2 separate regions of the Zea mays genome follow, and region 2 is linked to region 1. Evidence: chromatin contacts called from public Hi-C data. All regions are on one chromosome and are shown on one strand. Each heading gives the region's core, a stretch centred on a gene start, on an enhancer-like site or on the middle of the called end of the contact. The rest is flanking DNA. Distances are from core to core; before and after follow the strand shown.

Region 1 (4,750 bases), core at 1,492-3,991:
CGGACAGAACCAATGCAAAAATCCAAGTCTGCACTACGGACCGTCCGGAGGAAAAGCAAGGACCGTCTGAGACCTCGCGCGGACCGTCCGGCCTCAGGCGCGGACCGTCCGGTAGGTAAGGAACCGAAAAACCCGAAGGTGACGGGTTCGGAAAAATGAATTATAGCGGCCTCGCGGACCGTCCGGGGTGCACGACCGGACCGTCCGCGACTGGCTTTATCTGACATCTGACGACGCATTAAATGCAATATAGCCGTTGATATAGCCGTTACTGCTGACCGTTGCGTTTTCAGCCGTTGATCTACAGGGGCGGACCGTCCAGACTAGGCGGGCGGACCGTCCGCGCTCAGCAGAATGGAGCAACGGCTAGGAAGTGGTTGGTGGCTATAAATACAACCCCAACCACCTCCATTCACTTCACCCAAGCATTCCAACCTTCAACATTCAATACAAGAGCTAGCAATCCATTCCAAGACACATTCAAAGCCTCCATCTCTCCAAGTTTCACAATTGAGAAAAGAGATCATTAGTGATTAGTGACTTGAGAGAGAAAGTGATCTGTGTGTTATTTGTCGCTCTTGTCGCTTGGCTTTTGCAATCGTGCTTTCTTTGATTCTTCATTGCGATCAAACTCACTTGTAATTGAGGCAAGAGACACCAATCTTGTGGTGGTCCTTGTGGGAACTTTGTGTTCCAAGTGATTGAGAAGAAAAGCTCACTCGGTCTGAGGGACCGTTTTGAGAGAGGGAAATGGTTGAAAGAGACCCGGTCTTTGTGACCTCCTCAACGGGGAGTAGGTTTGCGAGAACCGAACCTCGGTAAAACAAATCCGCGTGTCACACTCTTCATTTGCTTGCGATTTGTTTTTCACCCTCTATCGCGGACTCGTTTATATTTCTAACGCTAACCCGGCTTGTAGTTGTGTTTATATTTGTAAATTTCAGTTTCGCCCTATTCACCCCCCTCTAGGCGACTATCAATACTTGTCAAACTTAAGTAATCACTAAAGCTATAACTAGACATAGTAAATTGGCAAATGTCATCTTGCTACTTAGGTGCTAACCAAGATTTGCCGCATAATAGATAAAAGTGAATTGCTAAAAGATGATTAATAATCATGACGCCTCTTAAGTTGCTAATAACTACATTAATTCATGTACTCTTCCAAAATAAAGAGCCAACTCCAGATAAAGTCTTGCATGATCCTTGGTGTCTTTTACTTTCTTATTTCCTGGTTTTGGACGGGTAAGTCAAGTTGAGTACATTCGAGTACTTAGGGTTTATCCCACCATATTGCAGGTGAAGGTTTAGGCCTGATGAGGATGGTGGATAAGTGTCGGTGGGCTCGACCTTCTATATATTTATCCCATCTCTAATTTTTCTAGAAGATTGTCATTGAGTTAACAATGTATTTCAAAACTATGGTTATATCTATATTGTTCAAAGTTATATTTGTTTAAAATCAAGTTTTGTACTTACTCTCATCTCCTTACTTGTACACTCGTGGCTGCAAAACTCCAGTATGTGAATGTGTATTTACTTAATTTGTGAAATTGATTGTGAGTTGATTTACCGAGGTCCTCTGAGATACTCGACAGTCTATCAGATTTATATAGGTTCAAGTATTTAAAACAAATGTGGAAGTAGATGTTTTTAGTACTTGTGCTTTTATAGATTTGACGGTCTTATCACATATGTAATTTCAATTTTATTATTTAGATGTCACTAAAGTGGAGTTTAAAATTGTGTGATTCAATTCCACATAATACAAAAGGGTGATGCTTTGTATTAGAAGAGTGTGTTTCTAGTAAGAGCAACTCCGGTAGTTCTTTAAAAAATAGCTCCTTAAATTGTTATTTCGGGAGTTGGTAAATAAGGTTTGAGAGTAAAATAAATCTTTGACATCCAACAGTTTCTTATATGTAGATAGTAAATAAAAATTTCAAAACTTTTTACGTTTCGTTGCCCGTTGCCCATCCTCCCGTCCTCAACCTGCCGCGTCACTGCCCTCATGTCCATTGCATGTTGTGATGTCCAAACTTGCCCAGCATATACACGTCTGCTTTGGACACCGGCTTTTGTTGGAGCCTGGGACCTGGGACCGATGGCAAGGTACTACGGTGGCTTGTGGTGCAGAACGGTGGCTAGGACCGACGGCTAGGACCTAGGACAGAAAACGAGAGCTAGTAGCAGGGAACGAGGCCGGCGGCACCGCAGTGCAGAACAGAAACGATGATGTGGAACAGGAACCGGCAACGACGGAGAGCTAGACTTGGCGGCGTGGAAGCCGGACATGTGGGATGTGCGTAGCTCGGCCAGGAAAATTTGACACGATTTTTTTATTTGAGGAGTGGTAGAAGGATAGCTACATTTGGAGAGTACATAGGGTTGAATTAGAAGTTGATAAATTTAGAGGGTTGCTTTAAGGGATTGTTGGAGAGATATTTTCAGAGCAGTTCTCTAAAATTTTGATTTAGAGAGTTCTTTTACATAACTACTGGAGTTGCTCTAATAGTTCAAATCTAGGGAATTTGATCTCTAATTTCAAATCTTACTTTCATATGCAACCAAACAATAGAATATTAGAAAGGTGATTTTAATTACTAATTTTATGCTCTAATATCTACATCCAAATGGTGTATTAGAATTCACATTTTCTCCACACTTACACACAGAGAAACCTGAAAGGCCGAAACCAGCCTCGGTGCGTGCCCATTGCCCACTCTCCAGTCGACTCCGCAACCGAAACTTCTTGCCGCCACTACGCCCCAAGGCCCCCATCAAGCTCGCCACCGGGCACCAGCCATTCCCATGTCTATAGGCCGCCTCGGCCGCGCGCCCGCGTCGCTATTCCTGCTCCAGTCCTTTGCCACGACCACCGCCTCATCTTCCCCTGCCGCGACCACCACCTCATCCCCGGGCTTCCTCGCGCACCACCTGCTCGACGAATTCTCCCGCCCGCGCGCCACCCGTGACGCGGCCCGCCTCCGCCGCCTCGCGGCGTATCTCACGCCGCCCGCCGCGGAGTCCGTCATCCTCCGCCTGCCGTCCTGGCGCCACGCGCTCGACTTCTTCCGCTGGGCCGCGGAGCAGCCGGGCTTCCGCCACTCCTGCTATTCCCTCAACGCCATGGCATCACTCCTGCCACCGCACCAGCGCGCGCACCTCGACCGCCTCGCCACCGATGCACTCGTCTCCCGCTGCTCCATGACGCCTGGCGCGCTGGGGTTCCTTCTCCGCCGCCTCGGCGCGGCTGGCCTCCCGGACACCGCTGCCCGCGTCTTTGATGCAGCGAAGACGACGCTCAGCTGCGCCCCAAACTCGTACACGTACAACTGCCTCCTTGACGCGCTCGCGAAGGCCGGCCGCGCGGAAGACGCCGAGGCGCGGTTGCAGGAGATGGTGGTGACGTGCGGTGACGAGAGCGTCGACAGGTACACGCTCACCTCGCTCCTACAATGCTATTGCAACGCGGGCCGTCCTGAAGACGCGAGCGCTGTGTTACAGAGAATGAGCAAGAGGGCCTGGGTGGATGAGCACGTGTTGACGATGCTTATTGTGGCGTACAGCAAGTGGGGAAAGGTGGAGGATGCAGTTGAGCTGCTTGGGAGGATGGAGGCACTTGACATGCGACCAAACGAGAAGACATTGAGCGTTCTGGTACATGGGCTTGCCAGGCAGGGGAGGGTTGATGTGGCCATGAATATGTTTGGTAAGATGGCCAGTTATGGATTCAGTGTGGATTTGGCGATGTACAGTGTGTTAATTGAGGGGCTGTGTCATGGAAACGAGATGGGGAAAGCTGTGAAATTGTTCGAGGATATGAAGCGGGACAGGATTACACCTGATGTCCGCTTGCTCAAGAAGATAATCGAAGCATTCTGTAGGCAAGGAGATTTCTCTACTGTTGGTCCATTCATTAATGAAAATGCAGTGCATCTGAAACCCGGCAGTGCTGTTCTATTATATAATGTGATTCTTGACGGTCTTATTAACCATGGAGAGGTAGAAGCAGCATATCAGTTGCTCAGCTCCATGGTGCGTGGTGATCAGAGGGTTAGTGACGATGATACTGTTGGTGTGCATATTTTTGTTATCACTGAAGATGTTAAACCAAACTCTGATTCGTTTAACATTGTTGTGTGCGGCCTTTGTAAGGTTAAGAAGCTGGATCTGGCTTTGGCTCTCACAAAGGACATGGTTGGCCTTGGTTGCAAGGGAAAGCTTTTGATGTTTAATGATTTGATACTTGAATTGTGCAATTCGGGTAAACTAGATGAAGCATATGAGATATTCAACCAAATGAAGGATCTTGGTTTGAAACCCTCCGAGTTCACATACAATTCATTGCTTTATGGTATTTGTAGAAGAAAAGATACTAGTGCTGCCGCTGATCTGCTGAGGGAGATGCGCGCAAATGCGCACAAACCATGGATTAAGAACTGCACAGACATGGTGCAACAGCTTTGTTTGAGTGGCAGGATAACAGAAGCCTTGCAATTTCTTGATGGAATGCTAGAATTAGGTTTTCTTCCTGATATTGTCACGTACTCTGCTGCCATGAATGGGATGTGTAAAGTTGGAGACATAGAAAATGCATTGGGGCTTTTCCTTGACATTTCTTCCAAATGTTATCTTCCAGATGTGGTGGCACATAATATCTTGATAAATGGATTCCGGAAAGCAGGTAAGTTCGACGAGGCACAGGAAATCATGGAAGAAATGTTGAGTAAGGGTATGCTTCCTTCTG
Region 2 (4,750 bases), core at 1,426-3,925, 130 kb before region 1:
CATCCACCACTCAGGTGAATTACAGACTGAAAGAACAAATGGTAAAGAATTACCATACCCAGATGTTCCACCTTCAGTTTCAGTGGTTACAACATTAGCTGATTTCTTGTCTTGAGTGAACTTGCGATCAGGGCACTCTCTTGCCCAATGTTGATCACTGCCACAGACAAAGCATCCTTCCTTTCCCTTGTTATTGTTCTTCTTCTTTTTAAACTGTGCTGTTTGAACAGGTTTATTCGCGTTCTCTGGTTTGTTCTGGTTTTTCTTCTTGTTAAACTTGCGGAAGTTTCTCTTCTGCACCACATTAGCAGTAGAGGTCTCAACACCTTTTCCACTGTCCTTTGTTCTAGCCCTTTCCTCAACATCAAGAGTACCAATGAGCTCTTCCACATTGAACTCTTGTCTCTTATGTTTGAGAGAGGTAGCAAAGTCCTTCCAAGAAGGTGGTAACTTGGCGATTATACCGCCAGCCACAAACTTGTCAGGCAAAGGACAAGGAAAAAGTTCGAGTTCCTTAGCTAGTGCCTGAAACTCATGAGCATGTTCCACTACAGATCGGTTCTCAACCATCTTGTAGTCATACAGCTGCTCCATGAGGTACAGCTCGCTACCAGCGTCAGTTACTCCAAACTTTCCAACAAGTGCATCCCACAGCTCTTTCCCTGTAGGAAGGATGATATAGCTTTTCTGGAATTTAGTATCAAGTGCGCTAATTACTGCTCCTCGAAAGAGGTTGTCTTCAGCCTTAAACTTAGCCTCATCCTCAGGAGGTAAGTCGGCAGGCTTGCCCTCAGCGGCATGAAAACAAGACATTGCAGTTAGCCACAATTCCATCTTAGCTTTCCATATCAAGAAGTTTTTACCATCAAAAGGATCAAGCTTTAACACAGCAGCAAAACCTCTGACAGAAAAATGCCTAAAATTAGGCTTTTGGATTGATAGAATTATAGGCATTTTCTGTATCATTTTAATTCCATAAATTAATATTATGATGATGACATATAAAAGATAATTAATCATGACATCAAATATATCCATAACAATATGGATCATGAGAACATAAAGCATATGAATTATATAAATCATATAAATACGATAAACATGTAAACTGACTGAACAATTGAAATTAAACAGATAGAAACATAAACAGCATGACTGTAAAATTAAAACAGACAGATCTATCATATTATAATAAGACAGAACATATAAGATAAAAACATTCCTACATATGAAACAGCATAGATGAATATATGAAACATATATAATCTCCAGAACGCAAAACAGTAAGTAAATAAACTGATCATACCCTCCCATGCGCTCTGATGATCCAGATCCTTGGCCAGCTTTTTTTGTCATGTTGGAGATGTTTTGGGCAGTCGCGTAGACGCTCCCCAAAAACCTAATTGCCGATCCCCCGTGCAAGGTCTCGAACGACACCCGCTTCGGAGGCACCTGCCCTCTCGCTTCTCTGTGCGCGCAGAGTCACGAGATGGAAATACCCTCACTCGGCGGCTGGACTGTGATTCTGAAAGTGTTTTCTCGCGTGTACCGAGTGACAGGGGTGCTCCTCTATTTAACCTCTCGCAGAGGAAAGCTGAAGGAGAAAGGTCTCGCCGAGTCACGCAAGAGTCGGTCAGCTCTCGCCGAGTCATGCCATGAGTCGGCCAGCTCTCGCCGAGTCACGTCATGAGTCGGTAAGCTGAAGGAGAAGGGTTACTCGGCTGACGAAGAGACAAGCAACTGAAAGGTTAACGCGGTTAGTGAGTGCTAAAAATTAACGCCTCGCCACGCCCGGCCCGGCCGGCGGCGGCGCGCGCGCGTATGGCAAGCCCTTGTCCGTTTCCTGACTTCTCAAGTTAAGTGGAATAATTCCCACCATATAAGTCAAGCCAAAAGATTCTTGGACTTCTAATATGGTACTATTGGTATTCTCCACCATTACACACCATAAAGTTTATTCAATAAATGGGTCAGGCCCATAAAATATCCAACAGCTCAGGCCAGAACGAAGAAGCAAGCGGATCTACATCGCTCTGAACGTGTTTTTCAAGGTGGATGATTGGGTTTTGTCAAGCTACAACCCTATGTTCAGTCTTGAGTTGCTACCCGTGCTAATAACAAACTCTAGTTCAAATATTTTGGTCCTTACCAAATTGTGGAGCGAGTGGGATCAGTTGCTTATAGGTTGAAACTGCCACCTTCTTCTGCAATCCATCCGGTATTCCATGTATCACAGCTCAAGGCTGCCCTGGGACGTGACCAGAAACCGGTACCGATGCTTCCAATTGACATGGCTGCTCATCAGGTTCAGCCACTCTTCGTGATCGATTTCTTCGTGCTCCAGCTTGGGGTCAAGCCGGAACTGAAGAGGGGGGGGGGGGGGGGATGTTAGCAGCAGCACTGAAGAACCTGAAGATAAGTCATATTGATGGCAGGAAGAGCAAGCGCGATACAAGAAGCCGTCGTTCAAACAAATAGAAAGGTAGTCGGGCCAAAGTGGGCCAACTGAGCTAGGCTAAGCCCATATTATGCCATATAAGAGAGTCGAACGGTAACGGAGGAGGCATGAAAGAATTGGGAAATAACAGACTACATGTCGTCTTCCTCCTCCCATCTCCTCTCTCTCTCTCTCTCTCTCTCTCTCTCTCTCTCTCTCTCTCTGATTTGTCTCTCGGTTCTTCCTTAGCCTATCCCGATTCTTGACAGCATAGCTCAGCGGCTGGCTACACCTTACTGACAAATCAATCCCGTCTTTGGGAGCAAAATAAAGGACAGTGATAGCTGAGGATTTACACCTTTTCTCAATCTGCAGCACCGGGCACTGGCTATCAACCAGAGAATTGAAGTCCAATCTTGGACATCAGGATTCAGGACAAGGTCACTAGATTCTACAAGACTTTGTCGCAGCCTCTACAATGCCAGTCAGAAACCCAAGCTTTCGCTCGTGAAACTCGCGTCTCACCGCCATCGCTATCCCGCAAAATACATTAGCCAGTCACTTGCTTGCAAGCATTATTAATCGTATAAGAAATGGTAGGTCAATGCTTCCACGTACTTCCCTAAAAAAAATGCTTGCACGTACGAGCAGAGAAGAAAAACGATGCCATGTTGGAGCTGTCATCCCTGGCCTCCGTTTCATATTAAAACCCTTGCGTACGTTGGCACGCGAGTGTTGTTTGTGGAGGAAATGGGGAGCAGCGCGGTGCAGGTGCAGCGGCGTAGGCGGCAGTTGACGCTGGTTCTGGTGACCACGGCGGCGCTGCTGGAGCGCGCGGACGAGGCGCTGCTGCCCGCGGTGTACAAGGAGGTAGGCGAGTCGCTGGGCGTGTCGCCCACCGCGCTGGGCTCCCTCACGCTGTGCCGCGCGCTGGTGCAGACCCTGTGCTACCCGCTCGCGACGTGCGCCGCGGCGCGCTACGATCGCGCGCGCGTCGTCGCTGTCGGGGCATTCCTCTGGGCCGTGGCCACGCTGCTCGTCGGCGCCTCGGGCACATATCTCCAGGTCAGTGACTGCCACTGGCCACTGGAGTCTGGACATCGGACCGGACACTAACAAAGGGGGCATCCTTTGGCTTTAGCGATTGCTGCACGTGCGCGCGCTATCTGAGCGCTAAAGTGTGTTGCAGATGGCGTTGGCAAGGGGCTTCAACGGCGTCGGGCTGGCGGTCGTTGTGCCTGCGGTCTACTCCCTGGTGGCCGACTACAGCGACGACGGCACGCGTGGCGCGGCGTTCGGGTGGGTGACGATGGCGCAAAGCATGGGCCACGTCGCGGGGAACTCCCTCGGCGTGCTGCTAGCGGCTACAAGCTTCCTCGGCGTCCCAGGCTGGCGGCTGGCATTCTACGCCCTCGCGCTCGTCAGCGCCTCGATCGCCGCCCTAACGTGGCTCCTCGGCGCCGACCCGCGCCCCGTCAGCGTGAAGGCCACGGCTGCGGCCACGCTGGCCCAACTCGTCCGAGAGGCCAAGGACGTGGTGAAGGTGCCGACGTTCCAGATCATAGTGGCGCAGGGCGTGGCTGGGTCGGTGCCGTGGTCGGCGCTCAGCTTCGCCGCCATGTGGCTGGAACTCGTCGGGTTCACGCACTGGCAGACCACCGTCATCACTAGCCTGAACAGTCTCGCTAACGCGCTTGGCTCGCTGTTCGCGGGGTTCGTCGGGGACCCAGTGGCGCTGCGGTTCCCCAACACGGGCAGGATCGCGCTTGCGCAGGTGTGCACCGCGTCGAGCATCCCGCTCGCCGCCGTCATGCTGCTGGCGCTCCCCGACAACCCCTCTGCGGGGGCCGCGTACGCCGCCATGTTCTTCGTCTTCGGCTTCGTCTCGCCCTGGTGCCCCGCCTCCACAAACAAGTGAGAGTGACACCACTGTCAGCCCCTGCGCCCCTGCCAACGGTAAAAGGGCCTTTTTGCTCCATCTGGCAAGTCGCTCACCCTGCAGTCATTTTGCAGCCCAATTTTTGCGGAGATCGTGCCGGAGAAGGCGAGGACGACGGTGTACGCTATGGACAGGTGCTTCGAGTCAGTGTTTGCCTCTTTCGCGCCGCCGCTCGTGGGCATCCTGGCGGAGCGCGTCTTCGGGTACCAACCGGCCTCGTCCGGCACGAGCGTGGAGGCTGACAGGGAGAACGCCGCTGCTCTCGGCAAGGCGGTATTCGCAGAGATCGCCGTGCCAGTTGCCGTCTGTTGCCTCACCTACACCGCGCTGTACTGGACTTACCCCGCGGACAGACGGCACGCGCAGATGGCCGC

Evidence for each region. A called contact is a pair of places that touch in the nucleus more often than the background predicts.
Region 2: a Hi-C map of tassel shows a contact between it and region 1, with 2.4 times the contacts expected there. The contact joins the promoter of LOC103632944 here to the enhancer-like site in region 1. A contact is called at or near these places in 2 of 25 Hi-C or Micro-C datasets (leaf and tassel).

Annotation. Positions count from the first base shown.
Region 1 is chr1:28,236,177-28,240,926 of Zm-B73-REFERENCE-NAM-5.0, reverse strand. No RefSeq gene overlaps it. Among protein-coding and RNA genes, the nearest start is that of LOC103644520, 83 kb to the left of the region's middle. Within about 2 kb of position 2,741, at least 9 of the 20 cell types and tissues checked have an H3K27ac peak or open chromatin away from gene starts, as enhancers often do. A contact at or near this core is called in tassel, where this site is marked.
Region 2 is chr1:28,368,336-28,373,085 of Zm-B73-REFERENCE-NAM-5.0, reverse strand. LOC103632944 reads left to right here and starts at 2,675. Exons shown (of 3, transcript XM_020547106.3): 1 at 2,675-3,502; 2 at 3,627-4,351; 3 at 4,451-4,750. The coding sequence starts at 3,101.